Regions from separate parts of the Mus musculus genome. Here region 2 is linked to region 1. The links are chromatin contacts, called in public Hi-C maps. All regions are on one chromosome and are shown on one strand. Each heading gives the region's core, a stretch centred on a gene start, on an enhancer-like site or on the middle of the called end of the contact. The rest is flanking DNA. Distances are from core to core; before and after follow the strand shown. Region 1 holds the start of Bank1 (B cell scaffold protein with ankyrin repeats 1). Region 2 overlaps Gm567 (predicted gene 567).

Region 1 (5,517 bases), core at 2,076-4,575:
TCATCCTGACGCTTAGGCCTCACCTCTTAGTGATTACACATTACTGAATTATTTCACACTTCAGTGAAAACTGTCTAAAGTGGCTTCCTTCTTTAATTCTCAGATCACGTGACCTAATCGGAATCCTTACTTTAACGAAATCAAGTTTTTCCTGGTACCAGGGTGGGACCAGGGGTTTGCTGGGTAGGATAAACCTGGATTAGAGTTTGTGAAAGAGCTGTGAATCCATTGAATGCAGAGGGAGAGACTTGGGCAGCTGTGCTCCACAAAAGTTGTGGCTACAAACAGAGCACACTGTGAGTAAGAACACACATTGATTCTAATCTTTAATGTTTTCTGCTTTCACATGGATCACAAAACCAATAATGCCAATGAAAACTGTTTAAGGTATGGGACAAATAATTTGAACTTTAATGAATAGATCCAAAGGAAGGTAGTAGATTTTTGGTCTTTTGTTTTGGTTTGGGTTGGCTTGGTTTTGGTTTGTTGTGTTGTTTTTATTTTTATTTATTTATTTTTTTGTATCTTGGTTTGTTTTTCAATATAGGGTTTGTTTGTGCAGCCATAGTTGTCCTGAAACCTTTCTGTAGACCTGTCTGGCCTTAAACTCAGACTGCACCACCATACCTGGCATTAGCAGTTAAAAAATAATAATAAGAAGAAACATTTGTTTTAGGATGAAACAGAGGCAAGATCCCCTTTTGACATTTTTCAACCATATCTAGTTAAATATAAATCAAAAGACATATTCTTAACCCAATTCCTATTCACTGCACATTTTGTCTACTGATTAGACTGTTGCCCTAGCCCTGGTTATTAAAATTTGCCATCTGCCACTGAAGGGGTAACAGATACATAATGGTGACTTTAACTCCAATGGCAGGATGTGTGGATGTGTTCATTACTAGTAATGCCTTCATGGGTGTCAAAGCATGCTTACTACTTCATACTGCTTGATACACAGCTCTAGTGAGGAGACACATAGTGGCTGCGGAGCTACTGACCTTCTGATACCGCTTGTGTGGGAAGTAGCTCCTATGCAGCAGTTTTCTCTTCTCAGAAGGGATGCAGTTGACCTAACTGAGCCCCCTCATCCATGTAGCACATTAAGCTAAAGTCAACCCTGTGCTGAGAAAAATGTCTCACGTAATCTCCACTTCATAAACAGAGTCAAGAGACTAGGACGCCCTGTGAGCCCTTCCTCTTCCTGAGAGACGGGAGTCACCATCTTGAATTGGCTACCTACTACTGAGTGACCAGCCACCAAGGATAGCTTCAAACTCATGGTTACATGGGACCTGATTAATCTCTGAGGTTCACAAAATGAAAGAAGCAGACATGAACACAAGAGTGAGATTTGGGGTGGGGGGGACATGAAAAAGATGGGTTCAGGGAGAGGCAGAGGATGAAACTGGGCCCTAAGTGTTGCATACACTTACAAAACTGTAGAATAACAAATTTAACTAATAAGAAGAGAATCTGTTGACTTAAAAGACAACTTGCATTAATGAATTGGGCTTGGGTTAAATCTTGTGGGGGAGGGGGATGACTTTCCAGTCCATAAGAAAGAAGCTGAAGCAAGTGCTAATTACTGTATTGAGAAGGACCAAAGAGAGGACACGGAGGAGCAAGAATACTCAGCAAGACATGAATGTTTCCTCATCTTACCCATGTTGCTCAAAATAACCACTGTCTCTAGACACTAACACAAGGTTCATTGACACAAAAGGCATATTCCAACATGTTCTATTAAACTCAGCTGTTAAATAGAAATTACAAAAGAGGTCTCTTGTTCAAGGTCCAAAAGATGAGTTGTTTCTGCCTGTTTGCTTGCAAAGGCTACTTTGCCACAGATCCTGAGCTATGCAGTGGTGACAAAAGCCATGGTCCGGAATTTAAAATGGTACAGTTTTCCCACATCACTGGTACCAGAGGGTCTCAGGCCATCTTCCATTGTTATAGATACATTCCCCATTTTAATGGAAAAAAAACAACCGTTCACATTTATTAAAAGTGTATCTCAGACACTATTGCGTATGCCAGCAAGATTTTGCTGAACGGACCCTGATATAGCTGTCTCGTATGAGGCTATGCCAGTGCATGGCAAATACAGAAGTGGATGCTCACAGTCATCTATAGGATGGAACACAGGGCCCCCAATGGAGAAACTAGAGAATGCACCAAAGGAGCTGAAAGGGGTCTGCAACCCTATAGGTGGAACAACAATATGTACTAACCAGTACACCCCGGAGCTCATGTCTCTAGCTGCATATGTAGCAGAAGATGGCCTAGTCGGTCATCATTGGGAAGAGAGGCCCATTAGTATTGCAAACTTTATATGCCTCAGTACAGGGGAATGCCAGAGCCAAGAAATGGGAGTGGGTGGGTAGGGGAGCAGGGCAGGGGGAGGGTATAGGGAACTTTCGGGATAGAATTGGAAATGTAAATAAAGAAAATATCTAATAAAATAAGTGTATCAGACCCTAAAAACAACTAAAGCCAAAAGATCCTACCTAAAATAAAGTTAATAAAATACAATAAAAATAAAAATGTTATGAGAATTTTAATTCTGATTAGTAAATTAAAATAATTTCAGGCTACAATTTCTTGCTGTATAACTCACCAGGAACACCTCCTATAATCATGTTAATATTCTGGTGAAATCTCTTTACCAAAGCTAAGTTTTTAATGCTTATTCTGGAACTTCACATGCATTTAAAAATAAAACCAAAAGGAACTCAAACCAAGCACCTCAGCAGTCATTTGAAAATGTAAACTATCTGACATAGTCAACCAAGTTGACTCCGTTCCTTTTTCTCATTTAGGAGCTCATGGTTCCAGGGAGTTGGTTTTATACAGACTGATCCGGGGCAGGGGAATGGGCAAGGATGCTTCAAACGAGGCATTTTGCTCCATGTATATACATTTCAGATGAGATCTAGCATTAAAGCTGGGTGCAAAGTGATTTTCAAAAGTAGAGAAGCCCCCACCCCACCCCCAGGTTTAAAGACACCCAGGTCTTGGTAGCTCCCAGGGCAAACTGTCTACTGGTGGCCCTTAGTCTCAGAAGGACTCCAGGGTCATCATGTACCCTCCACCCAAAGCCCTGACAAACATGAGACCACCCACCTGGAGGTGCTAGGCCAACCTGGAACAGATCCTGGGTGCTACCCCTAGTGCCAGAAGCCACAGGAAGCATTGCGGGAGGTTGGAGCCTGGGAGCTGCAGTGGCCAGCCCTGCCTGCAACTTCCCCTGCAGACCTTTAGTTCCGATGGTCTGTGGCCCTGCAGCTTGCTTCCTACTCTGGGGATTGTGGCCCGAGGTTGCCGGAAATGCAGCCCAGGGGCTCAGGCCGCAAGGCTAGGGTTAGGCCTTGCTGGGGGAAGTGAAATTGCTCAGGCTTGCTTTTACTTAGTTTGAGAGAGCTGTCTTAGGTTCCCTTTCTCCCAGGCTATCTTTAAGCTCAGGTGACCTAGAGCTTATAGCTTTTCTTATTCTGTTCTGTATTTCTCTGCTATGCTAACCCTTCCTTCTGCAAGACAGAAAGTAGACTTTTATAAAAGGAACTACTTGACAGAGGCATAGATAGAGATACCGTGACAGAGATATAAAGGTATGAAATTTTAGTATTTCATCTTACCCAGGCTCCAGGCTAAGTCTGTGTGTTATAGAGTGATTTTCATTCCCACATGAGAAGTTTTTCCTAGATCTGCTCTAATTTTGAAATGGGCCAGGTCAGAGACATACACATACCCTATACCCTTCTCCTCAAACATGAATTATGGCTGTGTTCTTGCTTGTTTGAAAGAATAAGAAATACCCAAAGAGTTATCCCAGAGCCTAACAATGAGCAAATATCAAAAATCACTAGACTACAACCTAACCAAAGTTGGAGATCGTTTGACAATCAAATTCAAAGTGTGTGTGTTGGGGGAGGAGGACTGGAAAAAGGGATAACATTTGAAATGTAAATAAAGAAAATATTCAATAAAAAAAAGTGTGCAAGTAACACACAGTTGCCATGGACCACTTTTCCTTCTTCGAAAAGAACCAGAAAGTTCTACTCTAAGTGTTTTTGGAATACTGTAACTATCAAGTGTCACAGAAAGTCATTAACTTTCCACACATGCTAGATAAAATTCATAAAGCAAAATGTGAGGAAGCTTTGAAAAGCATTAGATATACATTTATCTTCTACATGGTACTTCTTATTTGATCATCTTGAGTAACTCTTCCAAATTTGGAACAATAAAGCCAGTATATGAAATGATACCCTGACGTGTGAGCGGCTGCTTATGAAGGACAGCTTACCCAGAAATGTCAGCAGAGTTTACAGGGACATGGGTGTCACTCCGGTCAATGTTTTCAGAAATGCAATACTTAGGAAAGATTAAGTCTTCATAGGGGAGAAAGAAAGGGTGTGGTGTATTAAAAGGAAATTTAGTGTATTTATATATATATATATATATTTTTTTTTAAATTAGGTATTTTCCTCATTTACATTTCCAATGCTATCCCAAAAGTCCCCCACACCGTCCCCCCCCCCACTTCCCTACCCACCCACTCCCATTTTTTGGCCCTGGCATTCCCCTGTACTGGGGCATATAAAGTTTGCAAGTCCAATGGGCCTCTCTTTCCAGTGATGGCCGACTAGGCCATCTTCTGCTACATATGCAGCTAGAGTCAAGAGCTCAGGAGTACTGGTTAGTTCATAATGTTGTTCCTCCTATAGGGTTGCAGATCCCTTTAGCTCCTTGGGTACATTCTCTAGCTCCTCCATTGGGGGCCCTGTGCTCCATCCAATAGCTGATTGTGAGCATCCACTTCTGTGTTTGCTAGGTAAGCAACGGCATTGGAAGGAGGGCATGGAGAGGCAAATGATATATGTAAGCCTGGGTGTGGGAATCTCATAAGAGAATCACCACAAACTTCTTTTTTTTTCTGTCATAATCCATAAATGTATTTATGTAGATTTTCTTTTTATTAGGTATTTTCTTCATTTACATTTCCAATGCTATACCAAAAGTCCCCCATACCCTCCCCCCACCCACTCCCCTACCCACCCACTCCCACTTCTTGGCCCTGGCGTTCCCCTGTACTGAGGCATATAAAGTTTGCAAGACCAATGGGCCTCTCTTTGCAGTGATGGCCGACTAGGCCATCTTCTGCTACATATGCAGCTAGAGTCACGAGCTCCGGGATACTGGTTAGTTCATAATGTTGTTCCACCTATAGGGTTGCAGATCCCTTCAGCTCCTTGGGTGCTTTCTCTAGCTCCTCCCTGTGCTCCATCCAAGTGAGCTCACTGGGAAGATTATCTTCACTGGTACCTGTGCTACTGAAGGGATTTCTAACTGCAACTTAGACCAACTGAAGGCTCTATTTTTTCCACACAGTTAAATGCCTGTGTCTTCAAAGTTATGCATTTATGCATGTGTAACGCAATGCAGAGCTATCTATTTTAATTAAAGTCTTATTTCTAGGGCTGCTGCTGCTGCTGGCTCTGGCTTTTGTTG
Region 2 (5,740 bases), core at 1,549-4,048, 970 kb after region 1:
GTCAAGACTAAGGATAGCTTTGGCTCTGTATAGATATGTCACATCTAGGAAAGTGACCCCGCATCTCTGCTCTTCCCAGTCATAATTACCCTCTTTCTTCCTTGATCCCCAACTTTATGCCATCATGAAAAATTCTATATTCAATCAATTGAGAATGTGCGTACCCAACTGCCTGTCTTATCTTGCTATATGTGAACCAGGGAAATATCTGTCTTCTTTACCTTGTCATTTAGCACTTGTTTGTAATAGGAACTTGAAGCATCATTTTCTAGCTTTTATATAGATGAGACCATTTAATCTACAAATAGGATAATGTTAGTTCACTTCTGCTTTTATTCATTTTCATATATGTATATTTAATATATACACACATATATAATAAAAACATCCATATATATATATATGAAAACACACATATATATATGAAAACACACAAGTATATATGTATATACACAGAGAGAGAGAGAGAGAGTACAACAGAGAGACTACGTGAAGCACAGAGTTTATAGCTGGTGAGGTCATATCTAATTATTAGTAGTGACAAGATTCAACCATCACTGAAAGTGGTGGTCGAATTTCAATGTACATTAGGATCATCAGAGAGTCTAATTAAAACAAAATGTTGGGCCATTCCCTTAGAAATTCTCATTTACTAGGTCTGGTGTAATAGTAACTTTTATTCACCTGATTTCAATGTCATCTCAGAGGCATACTGCCTTCATCTGCTAACCTAGGCCTAGTCCTGGAAGCTTGCTAGCACTTCTGTACAATCTTATCTAGGCCTAGAATATTTTCAGCCTCTGAGACTTGCTGCTGAATAGGTTTCCCCTTTCTTGTTCCTTCTGATCTTTGGCAGGTTGGTACAACTGAGCTGTTCTGACTCAAACTCCTCTCCAAGCTAACTGATTCAATCTGGTGTCTCTTTTTCTGCCTCTGAATTGCTCTGCTTAGACTCACACCAACTGTGGCAATATTCCAGTCTCTTGGTTCCTTCTCATTCTTTGGCTCATTCTGTCTTCATCTATGTCTAGCTTGTTCTCCCTCTGCAACCTGTCTTTCTATAACTGTTGCAATAAAACTGCCTTCTCTCTCTGCACTGCCCCTTAAATAGCTTCCCTTTCCTCTCTCTTCTTGTGAGTGTTGGGTGTATCCTATCAAATCTTTCTCTGATTTGCTACTTGATCTGCCACTCAATTAGACATCACTTTCAGACATGGGTACTTCCTTCGACTAACTAACTTTACCTTCATTGTTTGGGATTAAAGGTGTGTAGGATTAAAGGTGTGTATACTAAGGGCTGAGCCACACCACAACTAAAAACAGTTTGGTTTTGGTATTTTTGTTTATTTGGTTGGTTGGTTGGTTGGTTGGTTTGGTTTTAGTGTTTGTTCTTTTTTCAGTAAATAACACAGTCTTATGGATCAAGGTATGAGCAAATATCCTGCAAGAGTCTGGCGTGGAGTCCAATAATGAGTACTATTTATAAGGTTCCAAAACTGCTATTAACACTGGTACCAAGACCATACTTGGAGGACTGCTGCCTTGCATCATAGAGGATCTTCATCTTACTGGGATGTTGGCTGAATTAGATGGCAAATGGTTTCTAAGAGAGACAGGAATATTGTTTACACTCTATCTTCTCTATCCATGAAATTATGTTATTTCTCATGCTCTCTCTCTTTTTTCCCTTCCCTTTCTTTCTTTCTCTTTCTCTCTCTCTCCTTCTTCTTCATCATCTTCTTCTCCTTCTCCTTCTCCTTCTTCTCCTTCTTCTCCTTCTTCTCCTTCTTCTCCTTCTTCTCCTTCTTCTCCTTCTTCTCCTTCTTCTCCTTCTTCTCCTTCTCCTTCTTCTCCTCCTTCTCCTCCTTCTCCTCCTTCTCCTCCTCCTCCTCCTCCTCCTCCTCCTCCTTCCTCTTCTTCTTCTTCTTCTTCTTCTTCTTCTTCTTCTTCTTCTTCTTCTTCTTCTTCTTCTTCTTCTTCTTTTGCATCCTTACAGTTGCTCTTTCCTCTGCCTGTAACCCTCCCTCCCAGTGCTTTTATGATTTGTTTCCCCAGTTCATTTAAGCCCTTGTCCAAACAAAATCTTCCCAGAACAGCTTGTCTAACAACTGTACCCAAAGTACAACCCTGTCATTCTGTCCCCTTATCAAGCCCTCTTTCTTCATAGCATTTTTCATAGTTTTTAATACTGATATCGTTAAACATATCATATGATCTAGTTATGTAGATACTATTTTAAAAGAAAAGAATTCTGCCTCATCATGTATGACACCAAATTCTAATGCTCAGAGGGAATTTCGAACACAACCCAGATGTACCACATTATCTGATACCAGGATACCTGTTCTTAAACATCGTATATCAGGATAATCCTTTATTGACTGGCTGATATCTATTGTCTCTGTGTTAAAAATAGGCACCTAGAAGAGCAGAGATGGATAGATGGTAAAACATTGCTGGTAATGAAATGTCCAGACACCTGACAGATTACTAAGGCTAAGAGTATGAAAAATGATATATACTTCACAGCTATCAGCAGGCAATTGAAAATGCCTCCTTTTATGAGAGGGTCAAGACAGTTTCATTTTAGGATCCGTACTTACTGGCAAAATTGATTTCAGTATGTGCAAGGGGAAATGCTTTGTTATCTCCTCTCTCTGGCAGAGAGTGAAAAGAGGAAACCCCAGAAAAGGGAAACTGTGTGATAGCCATAGAAGGGCCGGCCGATGTGTAATGCACAGCGCAGCTGAAGAATTTTAAGTTGCCGGCCCTCTTGGCACACTTCACAGACCCCACTCGCTTCCTGTGGATTCCTTTTTAGTTCTGTCATGCAGAACCTGGACTTCCATGCTCTCATGCCTGTGAGTTACAAATTGCCATGGGCCATGCTCCTCTGAGTAAGAACTGAAAATCAAACGTCACTCAAAACAACCTAAAGTGGATATCTGGCACAGAGCTGCACTGGCTGCTCTCACTTAGCCCCAGGCTTGGTCTAAGCCAGTAATGCAAGGTATTTGTTTGACAACATGGTTTTATTCTTTGACTTCATGCCTATACCTACCTGGAATAAGTCAGATACATGAAAGCTGAAAGGTCTTGTTTCTGTTCCTTTGGAGACAGTGAAGTTCACTCTTTCTCATTGGCAATGCCATATATCTATAGAGAATTATCATTTCATAACCCGAGCCCTTGTAAATATTACTCCAGAAATCCAGAAATTGACTTGAAAGTAATGGTCACATATTCACTTTTGTCATTGTATTTTATAGGAGATAAATAAATATTTAATTAAAGTTTGTTTTTAATTTATAGTTCATAGCCTGTAGACGAAATATTTCTTTGTGTACAGAGAATCATCATCTAAAGGGGCTCAAGTTTCCCTTCGGTCAGGCTGACACTTGGTGCTTTGAGCCAAGTCTCTGCTTCATGCTTCAACAGGAATGAAACCTACACTGCCCTTGAGCACGTCTATTCCCTGGCTCAGTTTAACATTTAGAACCTGAGGAAGGGTGTTGGTTAAATCACACACTGGTTGGTGTCTGACTGCAATCTGGCTACTAATACTCAACGAAGATTTATTTACATCTCTTGACCAAAATTCTCTTATCTTCTCTTTTTCACAGAGATTACATTATTAAAAAGCCAAGAATATTCCACTATATCTTCACAGATACGCAAGATAAGTAAGAATGCCCTAGATAACATACCAGGATCTCATAGAAGAATATATTGAAATAAGACGATAAGACATACTATATATATATGTGTGTGTCTGTGTGTGTGTGTGTGTGTGTGTGTGTGTGTGTGTATATGTATACACTTGAAAGTAATATATATATTTAAAGAGTTCCCTGAAATCAAGAAAATTTCAACATGTAGTTTAAAAGAATTCTAAGTTTTGATTTAAATACCAAGATTTGAAGGAAATTACTTTCAACTGTTCTAAAAAACCTTGCTGGTAAACAAGACAACAGAAGTGTAACAAATCAAGACATGGGCAGAGAAACTAGAGAGATGGCTCATCTCAGTCCCTGGCACCCATGCCAGGAAGCTCACAACCACCTGTAACTCCAGCCCCAAGGACTCTGAAGCCCCCTTTGGGCCTCCATAGGGACCTGCACACACGTCTACATATCCATGCATAGATTCAAATACATATACTTGATTAAAACCAAAAATAAACATTTAGGAAAAGAATAACTAAAAAAAAAAATTCACAGGGGAAAATTGTGGTCTAAAATCTATTTAACTGCTGAAAAAGATTGGGGCAAAGGTCAAGACTATGAGTTCAATCCAAGTATAAATATTATAGTCCTTAGTGAGGTATATAGTTGGCCAAAGTTAGAGGAGCAAATGTACTGACCTCTTTTCCACAAATAAAAAGTAAAGGCAGAGCCGGGTGTGGTGGTGCATGCCTTTAATCCCAGCACTCGGGAGGCAGAGGCAGGAGGATTTCTGATTTCGAGATCAGCCTGGTCTACAAAGTGAGTTCCAGGACAGCCAGGGCTATACAGAGAAACCCTGTCTCGAACCCCCCCCCCCCGCCAAAAAAAAAAAGTAAAGACAGGGCATATTTAAAAATCACAAAGATACATAAAGCAAAGAACTTGCAAAGTTCTAAAGCAATTTAATATTAACAAGATAGAAAACAATGCTCCTATCAAAGAAGACAATTAGGCTAAACTCCTGTGATGGCTTACGATCATTCTCCTTTGGATTACAAAGAAAAATGCTATTCTCAAACAAAAGATGAAAACCATGTCAGGTGACTACTAACAAAAGGAATGTGGAGAGCCTGAGTGAAGCCAGAAATCACCAAATGAAGGTGACAAGGGGCTTCCTCCCTTCCCAGTTCCCAGGGATTGTTCTTCAGCGACTTCACCAGACAATTCTAGAAGTTCTAGACACACTAGGAATAAACATAGTGTATGAACTATTCCAGAACATCACAGAAGCTCTGGGAGAGCTTACATTAAAGCATATACATACACTTTGTGAACTTGTTTATATTTACAAAAAACATATTTCTGTAGAGCCATTTAGGATAACATTAAGGAGTTTTCACAGGTAGGAAAGGGAGTTAGAGGAAATGTTTTATTCCATATCATCTACTACCTGTAGAAAAATAAATACAACTAAATAGCATCACTTAGTCTCATTTTGTGAAGGGGGTACTTTCACTACACAAGGATTAAAGGAAGTGACATTCTCTTCCAAACCATGGAAAATGGCTGTCACCAGTTTTAAGTGTCAGAAGTAAAATGGTAAGAAGCTGGAACATAGCGTGCTCTACAAGGGTCGAGTCTCCAGGCTCCTACAGGTGCAGACTGTCAAAGACTACAGGGCACAGTTATCATAAGGATCAGCAAGTCTAGATGAGGCACAGCCCCAGACAGACAGACACACAGCCTGAGGCGATGCTGTCTCTGTGGGCAGAAATGAATTTACCACAATGGTAATAAGTCTTCAGTGTTATAAATTATCCCTTCTCTAGTGTCCTGGGAACTGGGGAAGTTTACAATGTTCTAGGAGGGAAAGGAGACTCACGCTGTACTGAGGGAGCATTTCTGGCAAATTTACTCAAGTGAATCTTGAAGGATTCTGCACCATGCTGTGCTGTGGATCCTTGGTCATAGTCACTTATTTTGTACCTATTCTTAGTAGTTCATAGCTATTCTAACAGATATCATAAGATGGGTGGATTATGCATAACAAAATGTGTCTCTCATACGTCTAGATA

What was found. A called contact is a pair of places that touch in the nucleus more often than the background predicts.
Region 2: a Hi-C map of B cells shows a contact between it and region 1, with 8 read pairs. The contact joins the enhancer-like site here to the promoter of Bank1 in region 1. A contact is called at or near these places in 2 of 39 promoter capture datasets (embryonic stem cells and liver), 1 of 484 Hi-C or Micro-C datasets (B cells) and 2 of 9 other capture datasets (liver and macrophages).

Annotation. Positions count from the first base shown.
Region 1 is chr3:136,322,741-136,328,257 of GRCm38.p6, forward strand. Bank1 (B cell scaffold protein with ankyrin repeats 1) reads right to left here and starts at 3,326. Exons shown (of 17, transcript NM_001033350.3): 1 at 3,130-3,326. The coding sequence starts at 3,199.
Region 2 is chr3:137,290,578-137,296,317 of GRCm38.p6, forward strand. All of the region lies in intron 1 of Gm567 (predicted gene 567), which reads left to right. Among named protein-coding and RNA genes, the nearest start is that of Gm567, 3.8 kb to the left of the region's middle. Within about 2 kb of position 2,799, at least 73 of the 459 cell types and tissues checked have an H3K27ac peak or open chromatin away from gene starts, as enhancers often do. A contact at or near this core is called in B cells, where this site is marked.